Linked DNA regions of Mus musculus: region 2 is linked to region 1. The links are chromatin contacts, called in public promoter capture Hi-C maps. All regions are on one chromosome and are shown on one strand. The core of a region is the stretch at or near the end of the contact, and the rest is flanking DNA. Distances in the headings are between cores, read along the strand shown. Region 1 holds the start of Krtap13 (keratin associated protein 13). Region 2 holds the start of Krtap20-2 (keratin associated protein 20-2).

Region 1 (7,318 bases), core at 3,191-5,690:
CTCCTTATTTCTTTCTATTTTTCCTGTAGCTGTGAATTTCAAAGTAACATGTGACCCTCTCACTCCCACAGCGTGTTAACACCTTGCTAATGCCCCATGTGAGGTCTTGGGTACACTGAATAGTGAGTACAAAAACGTCTATAAATTTCTTCTTAAAAACCTTTTCATTCGTAAAAGCATGCTGAGTCCCTGTAAAAAGCATTTATTGGATTTGAGCTTGAGTGCTGACAGTTGCTTAAATTCCTCTATTTCCTAGCATATTTCTCTGTTTGAGAATTGTCTCTTAATTAAGCACTATGTATTAGAATCCATGTTTTAAAAATAATTTTAATTTATCTTACTGTATAGGTATCTTGCCTAAATATACATGCTCCATCAACATGCCCAGTGCCCTCAAAGAGCCAGAAGATGAAGTTGTGCATCTATGGAACTGAAGTTAGAGACAGTTGTGAGCAACCACGCATGTACTGAGTATTAAACTGAATAAGTTGGAAGAAGAGCAAGTGTTCTAAATCCTGCAATCCACATTTTCAACTAACCTTACAGAAAAATTATAAGAAAGCAAGTACAGGGTTTTTGATGTGTATATATGTGTGAAATTTTGTGCAGTGCATATGCATATGGATATGGGTAGTCCTGGAGCCCAGAATAGGGTAGTAGATGCCCTGGACCTAATTACTGGTGATTGTGGGCTGCCTGACATGGGTACTAGGAGTCAAACTATCTCTGAAAGAATAACAAGTGCTAATAACTGCTAAACTCTCTAGCCATCCCCAAAGATTTATTAATATATTTAAAAGACAACAAGCAGTGTATCTTTGATTCTTGCCCGAGCTAGTATCTCTCCGGCAAGAATTTACTCGGACAACCAGATCCTTCTACGGCAAAGCTTTTATTGCTTCAACATAAAGAAGACCCCGAACCCAGAAAATGGTGCTGCTTATATAGCCCGCAGCGTGACGTTTCAGCACCTGATGTGGCATGACAGCACCTGATTAGTTGCTCGCCCATCACCCCATTACTACGCCCCGAGATTGGCAGTGACTGGGCGTGAATTTACTCTTGCACTTGCGCATAAGGCTTGTTTACTAGTTAGGCGCAGTGGAAGCCAGCGCCATCTTATAATGGCGATTGCTCACGGCACGGCTCTCCACATTTGATCTCATGTAAATGTCCTAAAAAAAATCTTCTTGAGAAAAATACTAACAATGTTACTAAAGGAAGAACTGTGTTTCAGAACCGCATGCAGGAGCCTTGCTGTCATGAGTATATTTTTGATGATGTGGAGTCAAATGTTCTTTGAATGACAGAGTACTAATCTAGCTGGGTGTGATGATATTAGCCCAGAAGCTCAGAATATCCAACATACAATTCACAAACCACATGAAGCTCAAGTAGAAGCAAGACCAAAGTGTGGATACTTTGATCCTTCTTAGAAGGGGGAACAAAATACCCATGGGAGGAGATGCAGAAACAAGTGTGGAGCAGAGACTGAAAAAAAAAAGGCCATCCAGAGACTGCCCCACCTGGGGATCCATCTCATATTCAGTTACCAAACCCAGACACTATTGTGGATGCCAACAAGTGCTTGCTGACAGGAGCCTGATATAGCTGTCTCCTGAGAGGCCATGCCAGTTCTTGACAAATACAGAGGTGTATTTGTCTCTCAGGCAACCTCTGAGCACAGGCTCCCCAATGGAGGAGCTTAGAGAAAGGGCAAAAGGAGCTGAAGGGGTTTGCAGTCCCACAGGAGGAACAACAATATGAAATAATCAGTACCCCAAGAGCTCCCAGGGACTAAATCACCAACCAAAGAGTCCACATGGAGGGACCCATGACTCCAGCCATATATGTAGCAGAAGATGGCCTTGTCAGACATCAATGTAAGGAGAGACCCTTGGTCCTCTGAAGGCATAATGCCCTAGTGTAAAGGAACTTTAGGACTGGGAGCAGGAGTAGGTGGGTTGCTGAGCAGGTAGTAGGGGGATGAGATAAGGGGTTTTCGGATGGGAAACCAGGAAAGGGGATAATATTTGAAATGTAAATAAAGAAAATATCTAATTAAAAAGAACCATTAAAATAGAATTTCAATATAGATGATATTGATTTTTATTTATGGAAATTTTATTCTAAATCATTTTTAAAAGCAACATGCTGGGCTTGTGAGTGACAGATCCATTGAGATTATAAGGAGAAGCCATGACCTTCTGTATGAATGAGGTTCTTTCAGAAATAACTCAAATATCAAAAGACATCATTTTATCACCTATTGATGAGAATCTGCAATCAAATATCAAAAGCTTTGCATTAGTAGCATCCCAAGTCTGACATTCTATTTGAATTATTCAGGTTTTTCCATTTTGATGGATAATTAGATGAAAATAATCATATACAGCTATACAGATGAAATAGTACAATCGCACATGAATTTATTTCAAAGGTAGGTCTTTTTGAAAAACATTAAAAATTATCTCAATTTATGTGGACAAGATTATAACACTATAGAGACAAAAAAATGGGTTCGAGTATTCATAACAACTAGATTACAGAAGGGTCCATGAACAGAATGCAAAGTACCGGAAGAAGAAATCACTGAATCCATTCTTACATTATAGAATTACGGTTTGTTTTGAATACCTATTTGTTTTCAAGATAACGTAAAGAGTTATTTATGAAGCAATAACAGGAAAAGAAATGGGAAAAATATTTCCCACATTTTCTTATTGATAAGCTCTTAACATAACGCACAAAATAACACAATATGAATTTTATTCTTAAAGAACTGAAACCAAAAAGGGGGGAAGTATTTTGTATTTTCACATCATCCCTCTTTAAGTTTTATTGTCTCAATTATAGTATTTTCTCTACTACTATATACGCAAGATTTATCAGTATTAAAATGCCTTAGATTTTATTAGAAAAATGAGAATTTTTTTCATAGACTGTAGCAGTAAATTCCTGTTGTATCTGAATATCATTTGTATGTATTTTAAAACAGAATAATTTATCAGTGAATGTAGAAAAGGTGATTATATACTAAGAAATTGATAAGTATACCTAGCATATTTTCAGCTTTAAATCTATAGTTTGATAGGAAAAAAATAGTAAATTAATTTTTCAAAAAAGCAAAGAAGAAAATAAAAGACAAAGTGAAATTTAAAGGCAGAAGAAACAAAATGATAAGTCTAGGTAAGAGGGAGGAAAAAGGGATGGAAGGAGAGAAAATGAGAGAAGAAAAGCAGGGAAAGGAGGAGGAATAGAAAGAGTAGGAACAGGAGGAGGAGGAGGAGGAGGAGGAGGAGGAGGTGGTGGTGGTGGTAGTGGTTTACACATTTATGTACCTTAGAATAGAAAAAAAAAAGAAACTAGGGAAGGATGAGAAATCATACTTAGGCAATAAAGTGTAGTTGGGTACCAGGACATATGACTGACAAAAAGTTACTATATTCAACAGCATGAGAAGTTAGGGGCATACTGAAATGGTTAGAAAATGTCAAAGATTATAAGTGCAGAGGATGGAAGGATAATAAGAAAAATTTTAGCATTGTTAATTTATAAAGATTGATTATTCAGGCATTGAAATAAGACAAGAAACTGTAAAAGAACAGCAGAAAAGCCTGACACCTTCAGTCTGAGCATTGAGGAAGATCGGGCAGAGCGATCACTCATTCCAACACAGCCTGGACAGCACCGCAAGATTATGTTTTAAAAAATACAAACCCAACAACAAGGAAACCCTCACTGTTCCTTCACTTCTATTCTTATACTTATTTTCTCCCTGCACTCAAATGGAACTGTTTCCATTGAGATCCTTTTCAATGACTAACGTCAGTCTTTTGCTGCCTCTCTTAGTCCATTGGTTTTATCTTTCTTGAATCTATTTCTATTTGATGTGATAAACAATGTATAAGTGTAGCCCATGCTATAATTGTATTCAGTGACCACTATGTGGAATTGCAATAAGGGGATTTGGCAATATGGCAGTGGAGGTTGACAAGACGGACCATTCTTATGAATAGTTCTATCCATATAGAAACAGATCTAGCAACCAGATAATCAACAATATCTCCTTCTCTAGTTTTAGAAAAGAACCCTTCCCCAGCAGAGGCAGAAATGTACAATCAAGCACAGGCAAGTAGTATATTCTACAGGAGTGGAAAGGGCTTCCATAGCTAGGAGGGGGAAGGTGTTAATATAAAATAGTCATAGCATTTTGTAGATAGGAGTAGCTCTTTGGCCTTTGTTACAACACCCATAAATGTACTGTGCAGAAAACTATTCAAATGCAGCTACAATTACAGAGATTGCTGAGTTACACATTTGTAAACCAGGAAGCACACAAATGCATCAAGTATGAGACTGTTGGGTACCACACCTGCCTCTGAGAGTATATAAACCCGGCTCTCCACTGGGTGACATTCAAACTCACAAACTCGCTGTTAACATCCAACCCTCAGCCTCCTCTCAACATGGTCTACAGCTGCTGCTCTGGAAACTTCTCCTCCCGCTCCCTTAGGAGCTGCCTGCCCTCCTCAGGATCCTGCCGTGGCTCTTCCTACCCCAGCAACCTGGTCTACACCACTACCAGCTGCTCTCCCAGCACCTGCCAGCTGAGCTCCTCTGTGCGCAGTGGCTGCCAGGAGAGCTGCATTGAGCCCATCCGCTGCCAGGAGAGCTGCATTGAGCCCATCCGCTGCCAGGAGACCTGCATTGAGCCCATCCGCTGTCAGGAGACCTGCATTGAGCCCATTAGCTGCCAGAGGTCCTGTGTGGTGCCCAGCCCCTGCCCGAAGCCCTGCTACTACCCCAGCAGCTCCACACCCTGCCAGGGGACATATGCTGGCTCTCTGGGCTTTGGGTCCAGAAGCTGCAGTTCCCTGGGCTATGGCTCTAGAAGCTGCTACCCAGTGGGCTGTGGATCCAGTGGCTTCAGATCTCTGAATTACGGAGTCTTTAGCTTTCCTACCAGATATCACAGATCTGTTGTCTGTACTCCACTTTCATTCCCTTCTAGGGATTTCTATTCTTGTTATCAGCCACTCTACACATCTCGCTTCTGTTGAGTAATCTGTTGAGTCTCCAGTGCCAATACTGAATGCAGATTCTGTAGTAAAATTGTCTTTTCATTTTATCCTCGAGAAATCTTGAAATTTTCATTATCTGCTACTTTTTCCTTTCTAGCCCTCATATTTGAAATTCTGTCAAACTGTACAACTCATGAAAAATTTAACCACAATGTTGATAAAATTGATAATTTTTTCACTTCTCCCAAACTTACAAACTCAAGTAATTTTTTCTCAATAAACTCTTGTTTCTGTTGCAAACCTATGTGTTTAATGTTATTATTTACAAATAATGGATTGTATTTTGAATATAATAATAATCCCCTAGGGGCTTCTCTGTTCATTATATGGTCTCAAGATGAGGGTATGATTTTGGAAGACTGTGGAACCTTTACAGGGTGGGATCTAACAGGAAGAAGTGTGTATCTTCGTGGACAAGATTTTGGGTTTTATTGCTTATCCTGCTTGATCTGTGTATTTGCCTGGACCATCAAGATGTGAGCATTAGCCTCACATGGCTGCTGCTGTGACAAAGCTGCTTCTGCCTCAATGCCTTCTGAACTATGGTGAAATTGATCCTCAAATCGTGAGCCAAAATAATTCTCTCCTTCATTGTGTGTGTGTGTGCGTGTGCGTGTGCTTGTGTGTGCGTGTGCGCGTGCGTGTGTGTGCGCGTGTGCGTGCGCGTGTGTGCGTGCGTGCGTGCGTGCGTGTGTGTGTGTGTTGTCAGCTATTTGGTTTATGCAATGCCTTAATTAGCATTGATCCTGATTACTACTCAGCATGAGCTTCAGAGGGCTAAGAGGGTCACACTGATTTTATTTGGTTTCCAGGTATTCTTTTCTTCTTAGTGCAGATATTCCTGACCACTTCAAGTCTGTGCATGAAGTTTCTTGGTAACTAAAGACAAGAAGAACTGATGACTCTTGTTAAAAATTGTGACTACTCTATGCATTTCAAAGGATAGAATGTGTCAGAAACTGGAAGAATATAAGAAAAAATGGGTTTACATCATCAGGTCATGGTAAGACATAAGGGATTTTAACAGAGAAGAGTAATCTCTCTCTCTCTCTCTCTCTCTCTCTCTCCCTCCCTCCCTCCCTCCCCTCCTTCTCTCCCACCCTCTCCCTCTCCCTCTCCCTCTCTCTCTCCCCCCTCTCCCCCCCTCTGTGTGTGTGTGTATGTGTGTGTTAATTCTTGGTTGGTGATGTTACCCTACAGGAGTGTTACTTTTTAATAATTGTTTAGTCCCCATAGGTCAATTAATATTTCGAGTGTGTTAAAATTATTTTCATTTGTGTAAGTAGGAAGACAACAAACTTAAGAATAGCTACATTCAGCATAAGGTAGCTATTCTTAACTATAAATTGAAGAAATAGTTAATAAAATCACAACAAATATAGAACAAAATAACTGATTTGATAACATAAGGAATCAGTGTTCATATCAAGTAATAATAGCATGTTTTACCCATTCTTGTTTTATGGGATAGTGAACAATTCTCTGAAATTAGGAGTGGAGCACTGAGTATTGGACACCTGTCAAAATTCTGGTCTTATGTGCATTCCCCTTCCTGACATCAAGCATACTTCCTCCTCCCCCAGGGCAGTAACTGAGTGTCAACTATGAAAGCAGTGGCAGACAGCATTCGTTGTCTTGCATGCACTTATGAGGAGGTAGCAACAGATACAGAAGAACTGGATGTATTTTCAAAGGTTACAACTTGGTTATTGTAGTGCTATGTTTGCAACCAGACTCTCTGTTACTCTGTGTATTCTCAACACCAGAGAGAACTTCCTGGGCAGACATTTTTTCCCTTCCTTCATCACTGTTTCTTAGCAAATAATTATGATGCTTTAATAGTTATTGGGAAAAAAAGTAAAAATAAAGTGAAATTTGGAGCAAATATCACCTAGCAATATCATAAAAGTTGCCATGGAAAATAGTGAAGTCAGTCTTTTGCATAATCTTTTTTAGGTTTTCAGGATCTCTGTCATCATATGTTCATAATCATTACCCAAGATAAATTGCCAAGTTTCCTCTCTCAAAGCACCGGCAGCAGCTAGGATTGGAAAGACTCTCTTTAGTTTCCTGACCAGGCAGAGGTTAATCTGTTAACTGTCCCCAGATTTCAGACTCAGGGATGGCTTTCTGCATTTCAAAAGGATAGAACATGGGGGTCCATAATATACAGTCTTTGAATTATAATTACTCTATTAGGAAGATTTAAAAGGGATATGTATTCAGTAAAAATT
Region 2 (7,318 bases), core at 1,990-4,489, 450 kb before region 1:
TTCTTGAGAGCATGCAGAGTATGTTTCTGTACCAAAGATGCTGGAATGTAGGAGTGAAGGTTCTATGTGAGCACCAGCTTGGCATCTGCATCTTCAATGAGGTCTGTAGGTGTTCTCATTAGTAATGGGTCTCTGCTGTCAGTTTCTCCTGCTTCCTTTTCCTTCTTTTGGTTTGTCTTATTCTACTTTTATGGGATAGTTTTTTTTTTTAAATTTTGCTATATTTTATTTTGTTATAGTTTTAAAATTGAATTAATGAATTAATGCAAACATAACCATATGGTTAGTTTAACAACTGAAATGTCACTTATTTCTGTAGGAGAGGCACAATTGTTCTTTTTTTTCCCTCCAATAGAGTGACAGTGGGTATATCTACCCCTCCAGGACAGGCCTTGTGTTCAGAAGTTGTTGACCAACATACAATTGGATTCCACAGTATTTTGTGCTGTGTGTTTTTATTTGGTTACCGTTTGGTGCTATTTCTTTTCCTTTTTGTGAGGTTTTGTTTCCTTTGTTTTGGGGGGTGGTGGTGGTAAATTGGGTTTTTGTCCAATTTTAATTTAATTTTAATTTTAATTTTAATTTTTGTCCTTAAGAAAGGACTTAAAGTTGGGTGGATATGAAGGAGGAGAGGACTTGGAGGGTACAATCAAACTAGTTAAATTTTGAAAATTGTTTTAAATAATAAAAGATAGAGATAAATCTTCAAAAAATAGAGACCAAAGAATGACTGTATTCGTAAAGTTTATAAATTATCTTGTCCTAAACCAAAATAAATAACCTTTAGAGAACAGAAGAAAAACTGAAGAAAGCATCAAATAATTGAACGACATCCCATGATCATGGGCTGTCAGAATTAATGATTTAAGTACTATATGTACTAAATTAATGTACAGATTCAATGTACTCTATCAGAGTCCAAATTATATTGTTAGTAGAATAAAACAACACAACACCAAGATCATGAGATCTAAAAGCGCTCAAACATTCAAAACAATGTCGAGGAGAATGATGCTGAAGGCATTGTAAATACCTGATCTCAAATTATTCTTCAGAACCATAGTTAACAACAATTAATGCCACTAGCATCAAAACAGACACATGATTCAGTGGAAAAGAAGAGGAAGACCAAGGGATAAATCCATAGCACCATGGTTTACTTAATTTTGACAAGGATATCAAATAAACGTGCAATGCAAAATGTCTCTTGAGCAAATAGTGGTATAGAAACACAATATGTATGTGTATAAGAAAGAAATTAGAATATGACCTCAAAAGGGACCTAAAATCTTAATTTTAATCCTAAAATTTTGAGAAATTTAGTGGAAAACAAAAGTAAAATTTTCAAGACGAATTTTCATGAAAGAGCTCCAATGGCATCAGCATAACATGATAACACAGGACAGTGTGAAAGCAAAGCAAAACAACGACAAAAAAGCCTCTTGCATAGCCAGTGCCAGAGTAATGAAAGCTGGGGGAAGTCTTTGGCATCTACTCATCAGATCAGTGATTAGTACATTTAATACACAAAATTTTATTAAGCCACACCCTTGAGACTAAGAATAGTGGTCAAAGGCAGAGAAATAACAAAGTTAATTAAGTAATGCCAAAATACAACTAAAGGGGATATACTTCCTTTTCACACAGCTAAGTACTGTGTCTTTGGGTTTAGCCAATATTTGTATTACAACATTGCTTCAGAAGGGATGACAGATGGCTTGATTATTAAAGGACATGCCACACACCCAAGAGAAAAAACTCCATAAATATAGATAACTTTTTATGTATCCAACTAAGGATGCTCTGTACAACAGAATAATTATCTGTACACAAGGAAAGAGAACATGTGCTTCAGACAAGGCGTTAATACACAAAATTGATGTGGGACACACACAGCTAAACAGCCAAAAAGCTAAAATGATGCTAAAATGAGCAGAGAATTAGAACAAATATTTGTCAAAAGACAAGATACAAATGGTCAAAAGATATGATAAGGTTCTATTATGCTAATATCCCAGAGATGCCAATCAAGAACAAGATGAGATTGCATCTCACAACTGTTAGACAATACTAGAATGAAGAAAGATTAATGATGCAGACTTTGTAGAGAAAAGGGCACCCTTTTGCATTGTTGGACAGAATGTGAGATGGTACAGCCATGACAGAAAATATCATAGCATTTATCACTCCCTGTAACACATATAATAAATATATATAAATTATGTATAAGTATATATACTGAAATATTATATATACTAACTATGTAATATATATTTATAACAAAACCATACATATTAATACACACACACATATATATGTATATATATATATATCTTCTACATGTATATATGTGTGCCTATGTGTATGAAATAGAGGCCATGCCACCGCATTTTAACTAAAGGAAATCCAATCCATCTTAAAGTACTACCAACACTATCAAGTCCACAGTCACATTGTTCACAATAGCAAAGATATGGAGCCAATGTGCATGAGTAGATGTGCTTTTCTTTCTCTCTCTCTCCTTTCATTCTCCTCCCTCCTTCCCCCTCCTTCCTTCTCTTCCCATTTCCCTCTTTTTACCCAGATCTAAGTCCATTTTTAACATATCCTTTTATCTCCCACACCCCTTTCCTCTGTGAATACACAATGGGACCAAACGCATACAAATGAAAAACATATGAAAGCTGATGAAATATGGAAATTTACTTTTTGGAAAGTTTATTTGATAATACTTATATTTCTATACCCAGGTTGAGAGTCATATTTGATCATGTTAAAAAAAAATGTTTCAAAGATGGTGCCAAACTATAAGTGCTCACATAATCCAGTTGAAGGTGAGGGCATAAGTAGAAGATGCTAAGTTTCATATTTTTAAAATCAGATATTACATTATAAAGTTAGAATATTTGAAATTATTTAAGAGTTCTTGATGTGAAGAAGCTTATAAGCACTTCATTAAGACAGCAGTTTATAGGCAACATTCTGGGCAGCTGCTGAAGCTCTTCAGTAGAAGCCACAGGACCAGTATCTTCTATAGCAGAGTGGGCGGCAGCAGCCATAACCATAGCCACCATAGCCACAGCCATAGCCACAGCCATAGCCACAGCCATAGCCACAGCCATAGCCATAGCCTAGGCCACCATAGCCACAGCCCAGGCCTCCATAGTAGCTGCCATAGTAACACATGGTGTCAGGAGTGGAGAGTTCAGCTGAGGAATAGGAGTGTGTTTCTTTAGTTTGGATGTCACAATCTACCAAGGGCCTTTTATATGCCAGGGTTATTGTTGTGGAAACCACAGGCGTTGCAGCACCACATAGCTCACTGCTATGCTTCATAAAACACCCTAAGTGTTGTCATGTACTGGACACACAAGGCTGCATAACTGAGATAATTGTGCTCCTACATGATTCCACAGTCAAATCAGGGAATCTGATTTATTTTTCAACTCTTCATACCATTCCTTATAGTAGATTAGTGAATACATGACATGATTCTGTCACATGATACAAGTCATTACACTTTTCTCCATTATACATAGATATGCATATATTAATTTCCATTGACCTAGAGAAGGAAGAAGATTGATATTTTTCTCTCTTTTGTTTTGTTATTTTTGGAATGAATTTTGTATTGAGGAATAAGTTTTTTGAGTCTTTCTCGTGAACAATTGGTTAAGTTGTTTGTTATTTTGGTGGGCATTTGGCATCTTATATTAGTATATTTGGTGTTTTTCTTAAGCCTTTTTTGATTATAAATTGCTTTAAAATCAGCAGAACATACTTCTTTTAAAATCATGGTCATACAAGCTTTATATATAATCATATATAAAATTTAAAGAAAAAGGGCAATACATAAAGTTGAATCTACAAAAATACTATAACATTACATGAGATATTGTAAGAATGTATATTTGAAGATTCAAGTCTAACATCCACAAAATATGTGGCATTTTGCTTTTAGGTCTCATTTAGCTCATTGTTGTGGCTCCATTCTTTCTGTTACAATTTTCATAATTTCATTTATCCTAACAGAGGAATAATGTTTCATTCCATAAATCTAGCATAGTTTTATTACATGTTTATCTATAGATAGACCTTGAGACAGTCTGCTTTCTGGGTATATTGAATAGATCAGCAATGGTCACTGATAAGCAGGTTTAGTAAGATATAGAGACCTTTGTATATATTGCCAATCTTGGTAAACCTGGATCATGCAGTAGATCCACTTCTAGGATCTTTTTTTTTTTTTTTTTTTTGAGGAATGTTCACACAGAGTTTTATAGTAGCTGTACAAATTTGAGCTTCTAACAACTGCAAATACATGTTTCCCTTTCTCTAAATCCACACCAGCATTTATAGTCCTTTATGCTTTTCTTTTTTTTTTAATTGTTTTATTTATTTACATTCCAAATGTTGTGCTTTTCATTTTAGCCATTCTGACTGAGATAATGAGAAATTGCAAAATAGTTTTGGGTGTTTGATGGTGATCTTTATGGGAATAATGGTGTTCTTCACTGTACAGAAATTTTTAGTTTTATGAGGTCATGTTTATATGTTGATGGATTATGTCTTGAGTTACTGCTGTTCTTTACCTGAAATTCTTTTCTGAGCCACTGAGGTCATGGGCTATTCTTTGTCAGATTCCATTTTCAGTGTCTCATCCCTATTTTAATGTTAGCTCGATGAAGTTTAAATTACTATATCTCTTTAGAGGTCAAGATATCAATGAGTTAATGTAGATGTGCATGTGGTAAGTGCTCTCCATGGAGTTGAGGTAAAATGCAGTGATAACAATGGGGGAAAAGTTATAATAGAACAAGAGGGTTAAGTAGGCTGGATGAGGAAAAGCAAGAAAGTCATCATAAATAACACCAAAGACCTTATAAGAAAGTTGATGGAAATATGCTTGTCACTGTAGAAGCTTGCATTCCAAATATATTTAAAATGGAGTAACACTATAATGGGGGCTACAACACCCACCCTAGACTCAGCAGGATAACAAGTAAAAATGCCAGTATCAGACATATGCTATCTCTTTAGGAATTCTTGACCAGTGTAGCCCCATATGCCTCTAAAAATGGCAGGCTACAGCCAATGTTATTTGTTTATCCTTGAGAATCTGACCACAAGACCTTGTGGATGAACACATAGTTGAGTCACAGAACATGGAGAACTCAAGCTTTCCCTGACCTTGAATCTTCACACCACTGTGCAGCCTTTTCCCCTTTTTTATTAGATATTTTCTTCATTTACATTGCAAATGCTATCCCGAAAGTCCCCTATACACCCCCCCCCCCGCCCTGCATCCCAACCCACCTACTCCTGCTGCCTGGCCCTGGCATTCCCCTGTACTGAGGTATATAATCTTCACAAGACCAGGGCATCTCCTCCAATTGATGGCCAATTAGGCCATCCTCTGCTATGTATGCAACTAGATACATAGTTCTGGGGGGTACTGGATAGTTCATATTGTTGATCCTCTTATAGGGTTGCAAACCCCTTTAGCTCCCTGGGTACTTTCTCTAGCTTCTTCATTAGGGGCCCTGTGTTCCATCCAATATATGACTGTGAGCATCCACTTCTGTATTTGCCAGGCACTGGCATAACCTCACAAGTGTTAGCTATATTAGGGTCCTGTCAGCAAAATCTTGCTGGCATATGCAATACTGTCTGGGTTTGGTTGTTGTATATAGGATGGGCCCCTGCCTGGGGCAGTCTCTGGATGGCCCTTTCTTCCATCTCAGCTCCAAACTTTGCCTCCAAACTCCTTCCATGGGTATTTTGTTCCCCATTCTAAGAAGGGACAAAGTATCCACTCTCTGGTCTTCCTTCTTCTTGGGTTTCATGTGTTTTGCAAATTGTATCTTGGGTATTCTAAGTTAATGGGCAATGAGTACATATCATGTGTGTTCTTTGTGATTGGGTTACCTAACTCAGGATGATAACCTCCAGGTCCACCCATTTGCCTAAGAATTTCATACATTCATTGCTTTTAATAGCTGAATAGTACTCCATTGTGTAAATGTACCGCATTCTCTGTATCTATTCCTCTGTTGAGGGACATCTGGGTTCTTTCCAGCTTCTGGCTATTATAAATAAGGCTGCTATGAACATAGTAGAGCACATGTCCTTATTAAAAGTGGGGAAATCTTATGGGTATATGCCCAGGAGAGGTATTTATGGATATCACCATAGTACTATGCACAATTTTCTGAGGAACTAATAGACTGACTTCCAGAGTGGTTGTACAAGCTTGCAATCCCACCAACAATGGAGTTGTTACTGTCCCTCTTTCTACAAATCCTCACCAGCATCTGCTGTAACCTGATTTTTTGATCTTTGCCATTATGACTGGTGTGAGGTAGAATCTCAGAGTTGTTTTGATTTGCATTTACCTGATGATTAAGGATGTTGAACATTTTTTTCAGGTGCTTCTCATCCCTTCAGTATTCCTTAGTTAAGAATTCTTTGCTTAGCTCTGTACCCCATTTTTAATAGGGTTATTTGATTTTCTGGAGTCTATCTTCTTGAGTTCTTTATATACATTGCATATTAGTCCCCTATCTGATTTAGGATTATAAAGATCATTTCCCACTCTGTTGGTGTCCTTTTTGTCTTATTGACAGTGTCTTTTGCCTTAAAGAAGCTTTGCAATTTTATGAGGTCCCATTTGTCAATTCTTGATCTTACAGCACAAGCCATTGAGGTTCTGTTCAGGAATTTTTCCCTTGTGACCATGTCTTCGAGGCTTTTCCCCACTTTCTCTTGTATAAGTTTCAGTGTCTCTAGTTTTCTGTGAAGTTCCTTGATCCACTTAGACTTGAGCTTTGTACAAAGGATGAAGAATGGATCAATTTGCATTCTTCTACAAAATAACTACCAGTTGTGCCAGCACCATTTGTTGAAAATGTTGTCTTTTTTCCACTGGATGGTTTTAGCTCCCTTGTCAAAGATCAAGTGACCATAGGTGTGTGAGTTCATTTCTTTTTTTTTAATTTAATTTTATTTTTATTAGTTATTTTCCTCGTTTACATTTTCAATGCTATCCCAAAAGTCTGCCATACCCACTCCCCAATCCACTGCCCACCCACTCCCCCGTTTTGGCCCTGGGGTTCCCCTGTACTGGGGCATATACAGTTTGCAAGTCCAATGGGCCTCTCTTTGCAGTGATGGCCAACTAGGGCATCTTTTGATACATATGCAGCTAGAGTTAAGAGCTCCGGGGTACTGGTTAGTTTATAATGTTGTTCCACCTATAGGGTTGCAGTTCCCTTTAGCTCCTTGGGTAATTTCTCGAGCTCCTCCATTGGGGGCCGTG

Evidence for each region. Promoter capture Hi-C pulls out the DNA fragments that hold promoters and counts their contacts.
Region 2: a contact with region 1 is called in a promoter capture Hi-C map of hippocampal neurons, with 2.1 times the contacts expected there. The contact joins the promoter of Krtap20-2 here to the promoter of Krtap13 in region 1. A contact is called at or near these places in 2 of 39 promoter capture datasets (the 3T3-L1 cell line and hippocampal neurons) and 1 of 9 other capture datasets (liver).

Annotation. Positions count from the first base shown.
Region 1 is chr16:88,748,750-88,756,067 of GRCm38.p6, reverse strand. It overlaps Krtap13 (keratin associated protein 13), which reads left to right and starts at 4,440. Exons shown (of 1, transcript NM_010671.1): 1 at 4,440-5,324. The coding sequence starts at 4,470. The coding sequence ends at 5,063.
Region 2 is chr16:89,201,782-89,209,099 of GRCm38.p6, reverse strand. It overlaps Krtap20-2 (keratin associated protein 20-2), which reads right to left and starts at 3,239. Exons shown (of 1, transcript NM_001163615.1): 1 at 2,706-3,239. The coding sequence starts at 3,186. The coding sequence ends at 3,004.